Regions from separate parts of the Sus scrofa genome. Here region 2 is linked to region 1. The links are chromatin contacts, called in public Hi-C maps. All regions are on one chromosome and are shown on one strand. The core of a region is the stretch at or near the end of the contact, and the rest is flanking DNA. Distances in the headings are between cores, read along the strand shown.

Region 1 (6,808 bases), core at 3,177-5,676:
GTTCACTGTATGGTACGAAACCACAGCCAAGAAAATCCAGATGGTGGAGACACCAGAGCACAAAGCCTCTTCTCATTCTGACACCCAGGTGTGTGGTGAACTACCCATGGCAATACAGCCACCAGCAGGGCCGCCAGCAACTTGTCCTTTCCACACCCTGCCATAAGCCCCATAGGGTGGTGCCAATGCCAGCTGTGGACTGCCCAGCTCCCCGTGGGAGCATAGCACCCATGCCCGTCCTGGCTCCATCATAGTGGCTGTGACCTGAGGGGGATGCAGGGCATATCTGGACCCAACCATTCCTGAAACTGGAAGGAGCCCACCCCAGACTCTTCAGTTGCGCTGGTTCCAAAATCTCCTTGGAGTTCCTGTTGTGGCTCAGCGGTAACGAATCTGACTAGCATCCAGGAGGACATGGGTTTGATCCCTGGTCTTGCTCAGTGGGTTAAGGATCAGGAGTTGCCATGAGCTGTAGCATAAGTTGCAGATGTGGGTCAGATCCCACATTGCTGTGGCTGTGGTGTAGGCTGGCAGCTCCAATTTGACCCCTTGCCTAGGAACTTCCATATGCCTTGCGTGCAGTCCACAACAAAACCTCCTCCTCTTGGGCCAATGTGAACTGCTTGCAGCCCAAGGTGTTGCAAGGGTATGGAAATTAAGAGCACCGTTGAGATTTAAGCTGGGACCCTGACTTGTGCGCAGGTAGGCGTGGGGAAGGCCAGCTGAGGCCCTGCATGTCTGCAGAGGCTTCCACAGACCAGCTTGTACCAGGGCCTTGAGCCCAGGCCCTAACTCCCTCAGGACCCCCAGCACCCCTCCCCACGTTTTGTCTGGGTACCCCGGAGCTGGTGATAGGCAGCTGAATAGCACAGGACTCAAGAGCGGTGGTTAGAGCTGATTCATAGCCCCTGGCCGTGCGCCCCAGGCCCAGAAGCCCAGCAGGAGCTCTGTCTAGAACACCGTCCACTCTGGGCCGAAAGGACAGCACTGTACAATGTGTGGAGATGTCACAAAAAGTGCTGACATGCAGTATGGCCTGGTGCCAGGGGCTGCCCAAGCACTTCCTCGGGACACATATGCCTGCCATTACCCTCAGTTTTTTGGGTCTTTTTTTGGCCTTGCCTGCAGCACCTTGAAGTCCCAGGCCATGGATTGAATCTGCACCACAACAGTGACCCAAGCTGCTCCAGTGACAACACTGGATCCGTTAACCTGCTGAGCAGTAAGAAAACTCCGCCCTGTTTGCAGATGAGGAAACTGAGGTACAGAGGCCACATAGCCAGGAAAGGTGGAGCAGGAGGTTAAACCCAGAAGTTATACCAGGCAGGGGTAACTGGGTCCTGAGAAGAGGGATACTAGGCAGATGGGGGTGCTGGTGACATCACTGCCCATGACCTTGCTGAGTAGGCCCCCAAGCCCCTCACTGTCACCCCTGTGCCCTCTCTAGTGCCAATCAGGGGTCTGCCCCGTCACTGTCACCTATCCTATCACCCTTGACTGAGTAGATAGGTCCTTGGAGATGGGCCAGGAGTCTCAGCCCCACTTGTCAAGGCCTGCCCCAGCTCTGGGCCAGTTTCCCTATTATGGAACAAGCTAGCAGACAAAACTTCAGTCATCGTCTGCCACAGGGAAGTCCCATCCACCCAGGCAAGGTGGGGTCTGGGGCCCACTCAGGGACCCAGCAGCCCTGCCCACTTCTCCATTCTAGGGTCTCAGGAGTCTTGTCCAGGGCCTCTCCTGGCCACCTCACTGGCCCTGGGTGCGCCAGCCCCCAGCCCCTGGCACTCCATGACCCTGTGCCCCACCTCTCTAGCCACACCGCCATGCCAGCTCCAAGGCCTTCACAGACACCATTCCTGCCGCCCACCTCCTCACAGCCTCAGGATGCCTGCCCTAACAGCTCCTGCCCTGCTGCTCTGTCACCCTCTCCTCCTGGTCAGCCCACTCATCACTGGGTCCCAGAGACTGGTGAGAGGTGGCATAGAGGGAGTGAATGGCAAAGGTGCCCTGGTCAGAGCCCCATGACCCTGTGGGTGTCCGCTCAGTGGCAGCAGGATCAGACTCCCCAGGGCCCAGAGTCCAACTGTACAGGCTCAGGCACCTCAGGCCTGCTGCCCCTGGCCTGGTACTGGGTGATCCAGCAGAGGTGGGAGCCAAGGCCAGCAGGGGTCTGCCTCAAACACAGGCCTGGACCCTACCTCTTGCTCCCCAAAGGCCCTGGACTCCAGTCCCCAGAAGCACCCGAGGTACAGCAGGGAGCTGGGCTGACTCTGCCGACAGTGAGCTCAGCAGAACAGGTGCCCCAGGAAGAGGCCAGCGTGAGGAAGTCCGACAGGGGAACTCATCTCTGCAACTCATCTCTGCAGCAAGAGCCCGGAAGCTACAAGGCAGGAAGCTACGAGGCAGAGCTTTCTGGTACTTGAGACTGCTTCAGAGATCAGTTGCCCCGACTCCACTGGAGGACACCAAAGCCACCAGGGGCCAGGCAGGTTCACAGGGAGCAAGGAACCCCTCTGGCTGCACTCTGTCCAGAGAGGAGATGCAGGGGACCAGGGACGTAGAATGGATACACACCCCACCTGCCCCAAGCCCTGCCCTGCCTGGCTCCTCAATCAGGAAGCGGTACAGGACCTGCTCTCAGAGGAGGCTGAACTTCTGGAGAGGGGGCCCACCTCACACAGGGCACACCTGGCAGGGGCTCCTCTGGGGAGAACCATCCTCCCTTTCCTAAGGAAATCACTCCATGCATGGGTTTCCCTCCATTCAAGCCATTCTTGGGTCCCAGGAGCCAGATAGAGACATCCTAACTCAGGATCCTCAGAGGCTCACTCCATGCCTCTGAAAGGGGATGACTGCCATTCTGGGGGGTGGGTGGCAGGCAGGCAGGCTCCGCACAGCCTTGTGAGGCAAAGAGCATGTGTCAGTCTCACTTTAGGCCTGGGGCTTTCAGGGTCTCCCTGGAGGCTGTGGCGGGGCTGGAACCCACACCCAGGTCTGTGGGACAGCCACACTAGCTCGCTTTGCACCACACCAACCAAGTTGACCTGGCTGGCACTCCATGTACCTTGACCGTCAGCACCAGCCTCTTTTCTGCAGATGAAGGATCCAAAACTTACTCCAATGTCAGCACTCCCACCCCAGCCTGGCAGTAACTACAGGACACCAAACGAAATGGCAACCAGGACCCTGGCACCCAGTGAGCTCCTTCTGAGTGAGACCCCTTCCTGGAGGACCCATGCAGACACCCGTCCTCCCAGAACTATCCTCCCAGCTGAAAGCTCTGCCACCAGAGGCAGGACAGGCAGTAGGTTCCCAGGAGGTCCCTCACTGTGCCACAAGCAGCGCCACCGGCTGGGACTTTGTCACTAGCCCTGGCGATGTGACCTCAGCTAGGTCACATTCCCCCGGGAGGTTCAGAGCAGGGAGAATGGGGGTGGGAACAAGCTGAAGGACCAAAGCAGAGCCCTAAGAAAAAGAGGGAGGAGCTTTCGGTGCAGTGGGAGGCCAGGGGGGTGTGTCCTGGGAAGGGGGCATTGGCGGTGGAACCTGGAATCCTCCAGGATTGGAGTTCTGGGCTGGGCCAGGCCAGACTCGGAGGATTGGGAAAGGATCATCCGGGGCTGAGAATCCCAGGCGGCAGGGCCAGGAGGTCCTGGAGCTGGACTGCCGGGCTCCAGCCTCCGGAGGTGGGGGACGCGGGGAAGGGCGAGGCCAGGGGTGGGGTGCGGCTGGAAAAGGCTGGGAGTGAGTTCCTGGAGTCGGGATCAGGAGCCACTAACCGGATGAGCCTCGGGCCTTCGCGGTTGGAAGTTTCTAGGCAGGGGGTCGGGAATGGCAGGCTTAAAGGGAAGGGTCCCAACGGGTAGGGCCGGGTCTATGCCTCCGGGTGGGAGGGGCGCGCTCCCCCCGGCGGGATCAAAAGTCGCAGATCTGAGGGAAGGGTCCGGCTACCGGTGTCAAGGGTTGGGGCTGCGGTCACCTTGAGTAACACGAAGAACTCGAAGAGACGACGGAAGGCGGGAGGGAAAAGGCGCGAGTAGGTGACAGCCATCTTGAAGAAGAGCGCGTGGAAGAGCCGGTCGCGCACGTTGATGAGAGGGTTGGGATTGAGGTTGGGGGTGCGAGGCCCGCGCGCGGGGGCCGGGCCGCCGCCACCGTTGGGCCCGGGCCCCTGTGCCCCGGGCGCCGCGTGCTCCGACATGCCGCCCAGCGTCGCGCCCTAACGGCCCGCGGGTCCCCGAGGACGCCTCCCGACTGCCATCGGCAGTCCTCGCCGCCGCCGCGCTCCTCACGGCCGTAGGGCTACAGCCGCCATCTTCCGCCTCCGTGCCCCAGCTGACGCCAGCGAGTCGCGGCGCGGGCAAGAGCGGCCTCCTTGCGCTCGCGCGGAACGCCGGGATACCGGCGGTCGGCCCGTGGCGGCCCCGCCCACCGTCCTGACGCCTGGCTCGGAACGCCTAGGGGCGGGGCTGCGTTAGTCCCCAGGTCTTTTGCATATTGCCCATGCAGCTGGAAGGCGAGCGATAAAATTAGTCAACATATAAGGATTTTGGAGGTGGTAAAATAAACGTAAGGTAAATGTGACCGGTGAAGATGTTTTCTTTGTGGCGCTCTAGAAAATTATGCTGTAGCTGCGCTTACGTTAGGTTGCCCTAACTGTAAAGTGATCGCATTGGGATCTTTAAATAATGTCCCGGGAAGTATGGCTTTTGTTTTCTTCGCTTTCGGTGGTTCCGAAAGGGTGCTTCGTAACGTTATTAGCGTGTGTGGTGTTTCCGGGCTTTACCCGGCTCTCACCTTCCAGCATTTCGTAGTGGTGGCCCAGGTTGTGTCGTTTACTGAGCGCTGTTTTCATTCTAGAGGCTGAAGCAAAGGCTTTTTTCTTTTTCACAATCCAGATCTTGCCCACTAGCGCTCTTGGCTTTGGCTTTTTGTTCTGTGACCCGGGCTGCTCAGTGGGTCCCTCTCTGCTCCCTGGCCCAAGTGATGTGTACCTGGTCCCTGAAAAAGACTCTGAAACCGAGGTAAGCATTCTTAGAGCCTCAACCATCCCCTCCTCCTGGCTGCCGCCTGGTGCCAAGCCTGGGTGGACACGTCTGGACCAAATTCTCGCTCCTTCATTCATCTTTGAAACGCCTTGGCTCCTCCTGGTAACCAAGGAAGTAATCAGTCCCAACATTCGTTGAGCACCTACTGTATGCCAGGTTCCAAAGCAAGGTATGGGTGGGCTTTCTCAGGAAGCACGGAAGGGCAGATGGAGCTGGAGACCAGGGGCTCAGGCATCCTGAGTGTCGGCCCTGGGGAAGGACTCCCAAAGCCTGCTCAGACGTTTCAGGGAAGTGGCTTACAGTACCCCAGGGCCTGCGCTGGTGCTGGGGACACAGCGGTGGCCAGTGCAGGCTGGATTCTGCCCTCACAGGGCCCAGGGACCAGCAGGAGACAGGCGGACCTCTTGAGGTGGATGTCTGGTCTGGTTCCCAATGGTGAGCACCCCACCGTGAAAGGCACAGACAGGGCTTCTGAGAAAAACCAGGCCCTGGGAGGGGGTCTCTTCTGAATTGCACTGGGGGTGGGGGCGGGGGAGGGGGAGACTTTTCAGCTGTGTCTTGGAACCTACCTGAGGGAACCTTCCAAACCTACCTGCCAGTTTAATCCCACTCCCTGGAGTGAAGACTTTCAGTTTCATAGTGCGCCCTGGCATATCAGTAGGCACTCAATCAGTGCACATGCTTGATACTCTTATGGATCACCCCCAGATCACTTGTTAATTGCAAAAGGAGAGCTAAAACTCGTTCTTCCCAGTAGAGGGACCGGTCGATATCCTTTTTTTTTTTTTTTTTTTTTTTTTTTTCAGGGCCTTTGGCTAGGGATCAAATCTGAGCTGCAGGTGCCGGCATACGCCACAGCCACAGCAATGAGGGATTCCCCAACCCATGCTGAGCAGCACCGGAACTCCCTGAACTCCTAGAACTTTCAACTTTATTTTCATTGATGTAATTTATATTGAAATAGGTTTTTGTGGCAAGCAGCAAGGCCTAAAGCTCACTCCCACAATCTGGCAACACACGGCCCAGGAGAGTAAGTGAAGGTTATTCTTACAAAAAAAGGAACACTGCAGGGGACAGATCTAAATCTACACCAAAGACACAGAGAAGGACCAGACCCCAGGCCCACCCTTCTGGGGACAGCCCCTTCTGGGGATAGCTGGGGAATTTAGACGAGCTAGATTGCAGAGGATGCCGTGGGTGTCACTGTTACCTGTCTGAGGTGTGTGGGCGGCTTGAGGTGGGGACCCTGGGCTGGGGCTCACTGCGAAGGTGCTGGAAGGTGAACAGTGAACAAGCCAGGTGGGAAGAGTTTCAGGCAGTGGGTACCGACCGCTAGGGAAAGGGCCCAAGGCAGGACTAGGGCTGATCATTGGAGGCAGAACCAGGAGAAGCACCAGGCTTTGGGAGCAGAGTCAGTAAAGGGGAGGTGGAGCCTGGAGGACACCTTTGTGGAAGGGCAATGGGGCGGCAAGAATGTCGAATTGTGAATAAGGGGATTGATACCTGGCCTGAGTTAACAGGCTTGAGGTTTCATTGTTGCTACATATATACATAAACTAAAGCCAATTTCATTTTATAAGAATCTTATTTTATTTTACTTTTTATTTTATATCGGCATAGAGTTGATTTTTACGTTAATTTCCAGTGTATAGCAAGGCAGTTCGGTTATACACATGCACATGTCCATTCTTTTTTCAGATTCTTCTTCTATATAGATGATTACAGAATATTGGCTAGTGTTCCCTGTGCTATACAGTAGG
Region 2 (6,808 bases), core at 2,535-5,034, 38 kb after region 1:
CCCAGTGTGACCCGGGATCCAGCTGCAGCTCACCGCTGCATGGGCTACTGCCCTCAGTCAGATGCTATCTTCGAGCTGCTGACCGGCCGTGAGCACCTAGAGCTGTTTGCACGCCTGCGTGGGGTTCCTGAGGCCCAGGTTGCCGAGGTAACCCCCCCCCCCCCCCGACCTCTCCAGTCCCTGCCCCTGGCTCTGCTGCCTCCCCAGTCCAGCTCCACCCCCACAGGGTCCTGTGCCCCTGCCCTCCCCCAGCTTCGTCACACTCACTTGGATCTACCTCCCTTTCCCACTGTCATCCTGGCTGCACCTGCCCCCTTTCTGCGTAGGAGTCTGCATCTTCCCTCCTGGACCTCCCTGGAGCCTCCTGTCTGTGGCCTTGTCCATTCCGCCCAGGACTCCAAGTCCTGCTTAGGGCTTCCAGGTGGTTCAAAGCCTTCCAGGTCCCGCCTCTCCCTTACTCTGGGAGCAGCCCCGCCCAGTATTTGCCCTGGCCCCGCCCTTTCGTCGCCCTTGGCCCCCTCCGGCCTGAGGCCCTAGCTCCTCCCACTCACTCCCCCCACTCCTGCTCACACTCTCTCCCCTCACTCTCTCTGGGCTTCCTTCTCATTCTCACTTGGGCCCCCCATGCTCACTCTGCTCCTTGTACTCTGGCCCGCCATAGACAGCAAGGTTGGGCCTGTGCCGCCTGGGCCTCCCTCAGTATGCAGACCAGCCCGCGGGCACCTACAGCGGTGGCAACAAGCGGAAGCTGGCGACAGCCTTGGCTCTGGTGGGGGACCCGGCTGTGGTCTTTCTGGTGCGTGGGGACAGGGCCTGGGTGGGGGTGGGGGAGGGGCTCGCTTAAGCTTAAGCACTTAAGCTTCTCCCCCTCCCAGGATGAGCCAACCACGGGCATGGACCCCAGCGCAAGGCGCTTCCTCTGGAATAGTCTCCTGGCCGTGGTTCGGCAGGGTCGCTCCGTGGTGCTCACCTCGCACAGGTGGGCCAAAAACCAGATGCCCAGGCCTGCAGGTCCAGGTGCTACAACCTGGGGAGATAGATGGACCAGGCCCGAGGGAGAGGCTGTCAGAGCACAGGGTCGCACAGGGTGGGGTGGTTCTGGCCTTGGGGGCGGGTGCCAGGGCTGAGTGGGACGACACAGGGAGGTGGTACCCTGCCCCGGGAACAGCAGTCTGGGCCAGGACATGTTCAGAGCACAGGGTGGTCCAGAGCTGGAGGGTGAGGGTCCCTGGCAGGGGCAACACAGCGCCAGGCACCGCTGGTCCTGGCCCGGCTAGAGCTCACGACGCTGGGCTCCCACAGCATGGAGGAGTGTGAGGCGCTCTGCACGCGCCTGGCCATCATGGTGAATGGGCGGTTCCGCTGTCTGGGCAGCGCACAGCGCCTTAAAAGCAGGTGAGCAGGGGGAGGGCTCAAGGGCCTGGGTGCTGGCAGATGAGGGTGGGAGTGTAGGTAGGGCCAGAGGAGGATTCAAGCGGGGCCAACCTGGCTGTACCCGGGGAAGAGAGAAGGATTGTGGACTGCCCAGAGGGTTGAGGCTGGACCAAGAAAGAGGAAGTGAAGGCCATTGAATGAAAGTGGGTCTCTGTGAGGAAGCCTGAGGGTCGAGCAGGTGGGCGTGACCTAACAGCTGGACAGGGGCAGGCTTTGAGTGGGCGGGGCCTGAGAGAGGCCAGGTTAGAGTAGGGGTGAGCATGTAGGCAGGGTGAGGACCATCATGGGTTTGGGTCAGAGGTGTTGCTCAAGAGGAGCCAGGTATAGGGGTCCAGAAGCAAGCTGGAGGGTGGTGTGGGTGGGTGGTAAGGAAGGGTGGGCCTTGGGACAGTAGCTCTGGTCACACCCCACCCCACCCCACCCCACCCCACCGCAGATTTGGGACTGGTCACACGCTGACCCTGCGGGTGCCCTTGTCAAGATCCAAGTCGGCGGCGGCCTTCGTGGAGGAGGCATTCCCAGGGGCCGAGCTGAGGGAGGCGCACGGCGGCCACCTGCGATTCCAGCTACCGCCGGGAGGGCGCTGCTCCCTGGCGCACGTCTTTGGAGAGCTGGCTGCGCACAGCGCCAAGCAAGGCGTGGAGGACTTCTCTGTGAACCAGACCACGCTGGAGGAGGTGACCGCAGCGCCAGGCCGGGGCTGGGGTTAAAGGTGGGGCTAGGAGCTAGGCTCTCCTGCTGACCTCCCCTCCTGCTTCCTTGGGCCACCTACCTCTAGGTATTCCTGTACTTGTCCGAGGATCAAGGGAAGGAGGACCTGGAGGAGGCAGAAGTGGGGACTGAGCCTGTGCCGGGCCCGCAGAGCCCCAAACTCATCACCCAGTTCTTCGACAACCACAGTATGGCTGAGACCGTGCTCTGAGCCTCCCTCCTCTGTGGAGCTGGTGGGAGGCCCTGGGAGTGAAGAAGGCAGGACAGAGGGGTGGGACACCGGACCCAGACTCCCTGGAGGAAATAAAGAAAAGCTGATGTGAAGCAGTGTGCACGTGTGCCCATGCTCCAGGCTGCATGCCTGTCCACAAATGGTTCTCTGTATACGTTTCTGCCACCCGAGTGTGTGGAGGCATGGGCGTGGGGACACAGATGCAGTATGAAGTATGCGCGAGGGTCAGTGTCTCTGCAGTGGCTGCTGTGTGCCTGCCTGGGGCTCCTAGCCAACTGAACTCCTAGCTGTGAAGGGCTCTGCGGTGGCCTGGGGATGTCACACGTGCAGTGCAGGTGTGCCCTTAAGAGCCTGGACCCTGGACCCCAAGCCCCTAAGTGGCCACATGGTTCTGGCGCCTGAGGGCGGTACCTGTGAGTGGCTGGTTATGAAGTGGGCATGAGGTCAGGGCTCAGGAATGTCTGGGGCAGCTGGAGGAGCCCGGCAGGGGTGGCCTGGACCTCAGGCCTCCTAGCCAGGCCAGAAGCCCATCCACCAGCCAGCCGTTGCCCCCAATCCTGGCCTTCAGAGCCATGAGTGGTGGTCAGAGGATCCTTAAGGGACTTCTGGGCTGGGTCTGTGGATGGACCTGGGCCTGGAGAGCCAGGTTTGGCATGAGGGGCTGTGGCCTGCATGCCCTTTGCCCTGGAGATCGTCCCCTCCCACTGGAGGTCAGTGGGGGCCAGTGTTGGGAAGGGTGGAGGGACTGGGGTTTGGGGATTTGTGGATGAGACTCTGGAAGGAGAGGGGAGAAGGCTCAGAGTTGGGGGCTCAAGAGAAGAGATGGTCACAGGGGAGGGGGGTGCCGGGAGGGGAGAATGAGGTGGGGAACTGTACCCACCGCTCTGGCCCCAGTTCTGAGAGTGGCCATGGCTGGGATGGGAGGAGACGGTGAGGTGGCCTGAGGCATTTTATCAGCCCTGCTGCTGGCCAGTGGTCCGGTGGCCAGGGGTCAGTGCGTGTGCCCAGGATGTAGAATGCGGCTGGGGGGAGCTGGGCTGAGGCCAATGCAGGTGGGGCACAGGGGGGTGACCGCTCTGCCCTACTCTGGCCCAGCCCTGGGCCCAACAGGGGCTCTCCAGAGGACGCAGGGTGGGCACACCCATGAGGGAACAGCAACTGGAGGGCGGGTGTGTCTGTATCCGTTTCATCTGGGGAGCTTGGTGGTTTCTGAGCACGTGTTAGGACCAAGTCCGTGTCGCTGTGTGTCACTGTGCACGCGTGTCTGCTCTGCTGGGTGATTTAGGTCTTCCGAGTGAAGGTCAGCGTCTCTAGTGGCCGCCGTGTGCCTGCCTGGGGCTCGTCTGGGGCCAGCACCAGGCAGGGGAACCTCATCTCACATGCGCGCGCAGGGCTACTGAAAGCGGAAGCTAGGGGCGGGGCCCAGGACCCCACCTTCAAGCCCACTGTGCGGAGGGGCAGGCTGAGGCCCAGGCCTGAGAGGATTAGGGGCGGGTCTGCGTCACCGCCTCCGGAGGCCTTTTCCTGTGGGGGGAAGCGCTGCCAATGAGGGCTGGGCCTGTCACGTGGGCCTGACAGCTGGGGAGGGGGTGGCCGGTGACAATGTGGTCCTGAGGCCACCAACATCAGGAGCTGCAGCGCTGAGACCCCCGGCCCGCCGCCCTCGGGCCCTTCGGGGCTGCTGGGCACGGCCCCACCATGTTCTCCAGGAAGAAGCGAGAGCTCATGAAAACCCCATCCATCTCAAAAAAGAACCGGGCGGGAAGCCCCTGCCCACAGCCCTCGGGGGTGAGTGAACCTCCACTGGGAGCGCGGAGCAGGCAGGGAACCTTGGAGCGCCCCCTGGACAGCAGGGGGACAGGGTGGGGGGGGTCACCCTGTGCTCAGGCCGCCGGGCAGGGCCAGGCAGTGCCATGCTGGGCCAGCAGCAGAGGGCTCGAGCCAGCTACAGCCCCCATCGGGCTGGACAGCAGGGGCCACGCAGGATGGGCCGGGACCCCAGTGTTCAGCTCACGGTAGGAGCCCTGTGGGAGGCCACCACACCACCATCCTATCCAGGGCTGGTTGTGGGGTCCCGGGAGTGTGCCGGGCGGGTGTAGGGGTGTGAGCACATTGGGTCTGGGACTCTAGGGTAGGGGCTCAGAACTGGGGGCCTCCAGGCACCATTAGATTTGAGAGCCATGGCACTGCCATGGGCAGAAGGTTTATAGGGAGCAGAGTGTGGGATGAGACCCATGGGCACAGGGCCTGGGTGTAAATTTTGGGGGCGTCCGTGAGACTCGGGGGCCTGCTGAACCTTTAGAGTTCAGGCTTCAAGGTATCATTACCAATGAGTCTGTGTGCCTGCAGTGACCTGGCCTGAGGGCAGCTAAGGAGACCCTAGCCCTCCCTACCCTCTCAGGAAGTGGGGTGCCCCTCCCCCGCACCCCTGCAGGCACCGCCCCTGGCTGTGGTTTGGGGCAGAGACGGTTGTTTGTGAAAGCTCTGGGGAAGAGGATGTTGGGTAACAGGTGTGGGAGGGGCATGACACCAAATCTCAGCCCTCTGACCTGTGGCCTTTGCCCCTGTGGAGTCAGGCTGAAGACCCTCCAGAGCCCCACTTCACCTCTGGGGAAACTGAGGCAGGGCCTGGGGTCGGGGGAACACCTGCTGTACCAGCTCCCCTTCCCCTCCCAGGAGCTAACCAGGAGAGATGGGGCTGATACAGTGTCCCTGGGACCCAGCTTGGAACCACCAAGTGTGGCCTCAAATGCCAAGGCCACAGGCACACTCAAGAGGCCCACCAGCCTGAGCCGCCACGCCAGTGCGGCTGGCTTCCCATTGTCCGGAGCCAGCACCTGGACGCTTGGCCGTGGCCACCGCAGCCCACTGACCACGGCCAGTCCAGCCGAGGTACCCAACCAGGGACCCTGCCCCGACACCGTGGAGGACATCTCCCATCTGCTGGCTGACGTGGCCCGCTTTGCCGAGGGCCTTGAGAAGCTGAAGGAGTGTGTTCTGCATGACGGTGAGAAGCTGCAGGCACACTGAGGCCTGGGTAGAAGGCAAAGTCAGACACAGATGTCCCAAGCCGGGTGGGGTCAGGCAGGTGGAGGGAGGGACTGGGGGAGGCTCCGAAGGGGGTTATAGGGAGGGCTTCATGGAAAAAGCCACTGCAGCTAGGGTTCCAAGGGATGTATAGGAGTTTGGTAGCAATTAGGGAGGAAAGGCATTGAGGCAGAGGGAATGTCCTCAGAAACATCAAATGGAGATGCATTTGGAAGAACAAAGTTCTGGTGTATGAAGCCTATGAGGCTGAAGGCATTGAGAATGGCAAGCAGAGTGTCCCTGGATGTTGTCCTGACAGTGGTGGGGAGCCATAGAAGGTGATAGAGAAGGGATGGATCTGCATGTTGGACTGAAATGCACTGGAGGCAGGCTGAGGTCTGAATCTCTGGACAGAGATTCAAGAGGGACAAGGGGCAGGACTGGCACGTAAGCTGCAGGAGTGATTGGCCTGTGGGATGGCAGTTCCGTTTTCTCCGCGCGTCCGCTGACAGCCCAGCTTCCTGCTGAGTTATTTTCATCTGCTTCCTGTTTGTCCCTGGCAGCCAAGGAGGGCACCTCGATCCCTCCTCCCGGAAACCGCAGTGCCAGGGCTGTGCTAAACACTCCGGCCAGCTCCCTCCAGGTGCCCATTTTACAGATGAGGCAACTGAGGCCCACTGTGGGGCCCTGACTCACCCCACCAAGTTGGGAGCAGAGTCCCAATGTCACCTCAGCCTAGAGAGAGACTTCAGCTTCGTAGGGCTAATGGGGGGCTCTGGCCAGGCCTCGGCTGGGACTGGTATGTCAGCCCCAGGTTATCTAGTCCCGGGTGGGGCGCGAGTTGTTTCCTGGGGAAACTCTAATCTCGGTTCCTTTCCGATCCTGGCGCTTCCTTGGAGGCCAGGCCTGGGCGGGGCCAAGCCAGCAGGAGTCCTGCAGAAGGTCAGCCAGAGCTGGGGCACCCTTCTTTGTACTTTGGTGTTGCCCTGGGCAGGGAAGAGGCCCAGGGAGCAGAACGGATGGGCTTCCAGCTCGGTGCTGCTTTTGTTGCTGTGAACCTCCTGCCAGCTGTCCCTTCTCTCAGCTTCATCTGTGAAATGGGGCAACAATGCGCCCCGCAGGGTTGCTGACTAGGACCAGATGTCCTCTGAATATCAGGATTGTTGTGGGGACACAGACCCGCACAGCAGCTTGCGAACCCCTGTGCAGTCCGCCCAGGAGGGATCCACGTGGGCGGGGCAGGGTCTCTTGGCCTCTCCTCATCCCCTTGCCTGGGCTTGTTTCCTTGCCTCCTGCTGGCTTGGCCCCATCCCAAATCCCAGGAGCTGAGAACCTCGGCCTGGGCTAGTGGGATGCCGCTGGGGCGGAGCTTCCCTCAGTGGGGGCAGGGTCTTCAGACCGGCC

The links. A called contact is a pair of places that touch in the nucleus more often than the background predicts.
Region 2: a Hi-C map of alveolar macrophages shows a contact between it and region 1, with 1.7 times the contacts expected there. The contact joins the promoter of ARHGAP45 here to the promoter of TMEM259 in region 1. A contact is called at or near these places in 2 of 5 promoter capture datasets (fetal liver and liver), 13 of 47 Hi-C or Micro-C datasets (alveolar macrophages, blood, embryonic fibroblasts and 4 more) and 2 of 2 datasets of contacts at active chromatin or transcription factors (alveolar macrophages and skeletal muscle).

The regions. Positions count from the first base shown.
Region 1 is chr2:77,391,195-77,398,002 of Sscrofa11.1, reverse strand. TMEM259 (membralin) reads right to left here and starts at 4,426. Exons shown (of 11, transcript XM_003353958.4): 1 at 3,980-4,426. The coding sequence starts at 4,201.
Region 2 is chr2:77,352,870-77,359,677 of Sscrofa11.1, reverse strand. ARHGAP45 (minor histocompatibility protein HA-1) reads left to right here and starts at 3,784. Exons shown (of 23, transcript XM_003353961.4): 1 at 3,784-4,165; 2 at 5,054-5,384. The coding sequence starts at 4,076. It overlaps ABCA7 (ATP-binding cassette sub-family A member 7), which reads left to right. Exons shown (of 47, transcript XM_013994807.2): 42 at 6-147; 43 at 662-796; 44 at 876-979; 45 at 1,303-1,395; 46 at 1,871-2,111; 47 at 2,213-2,517. The coding sequence ends at 2,356.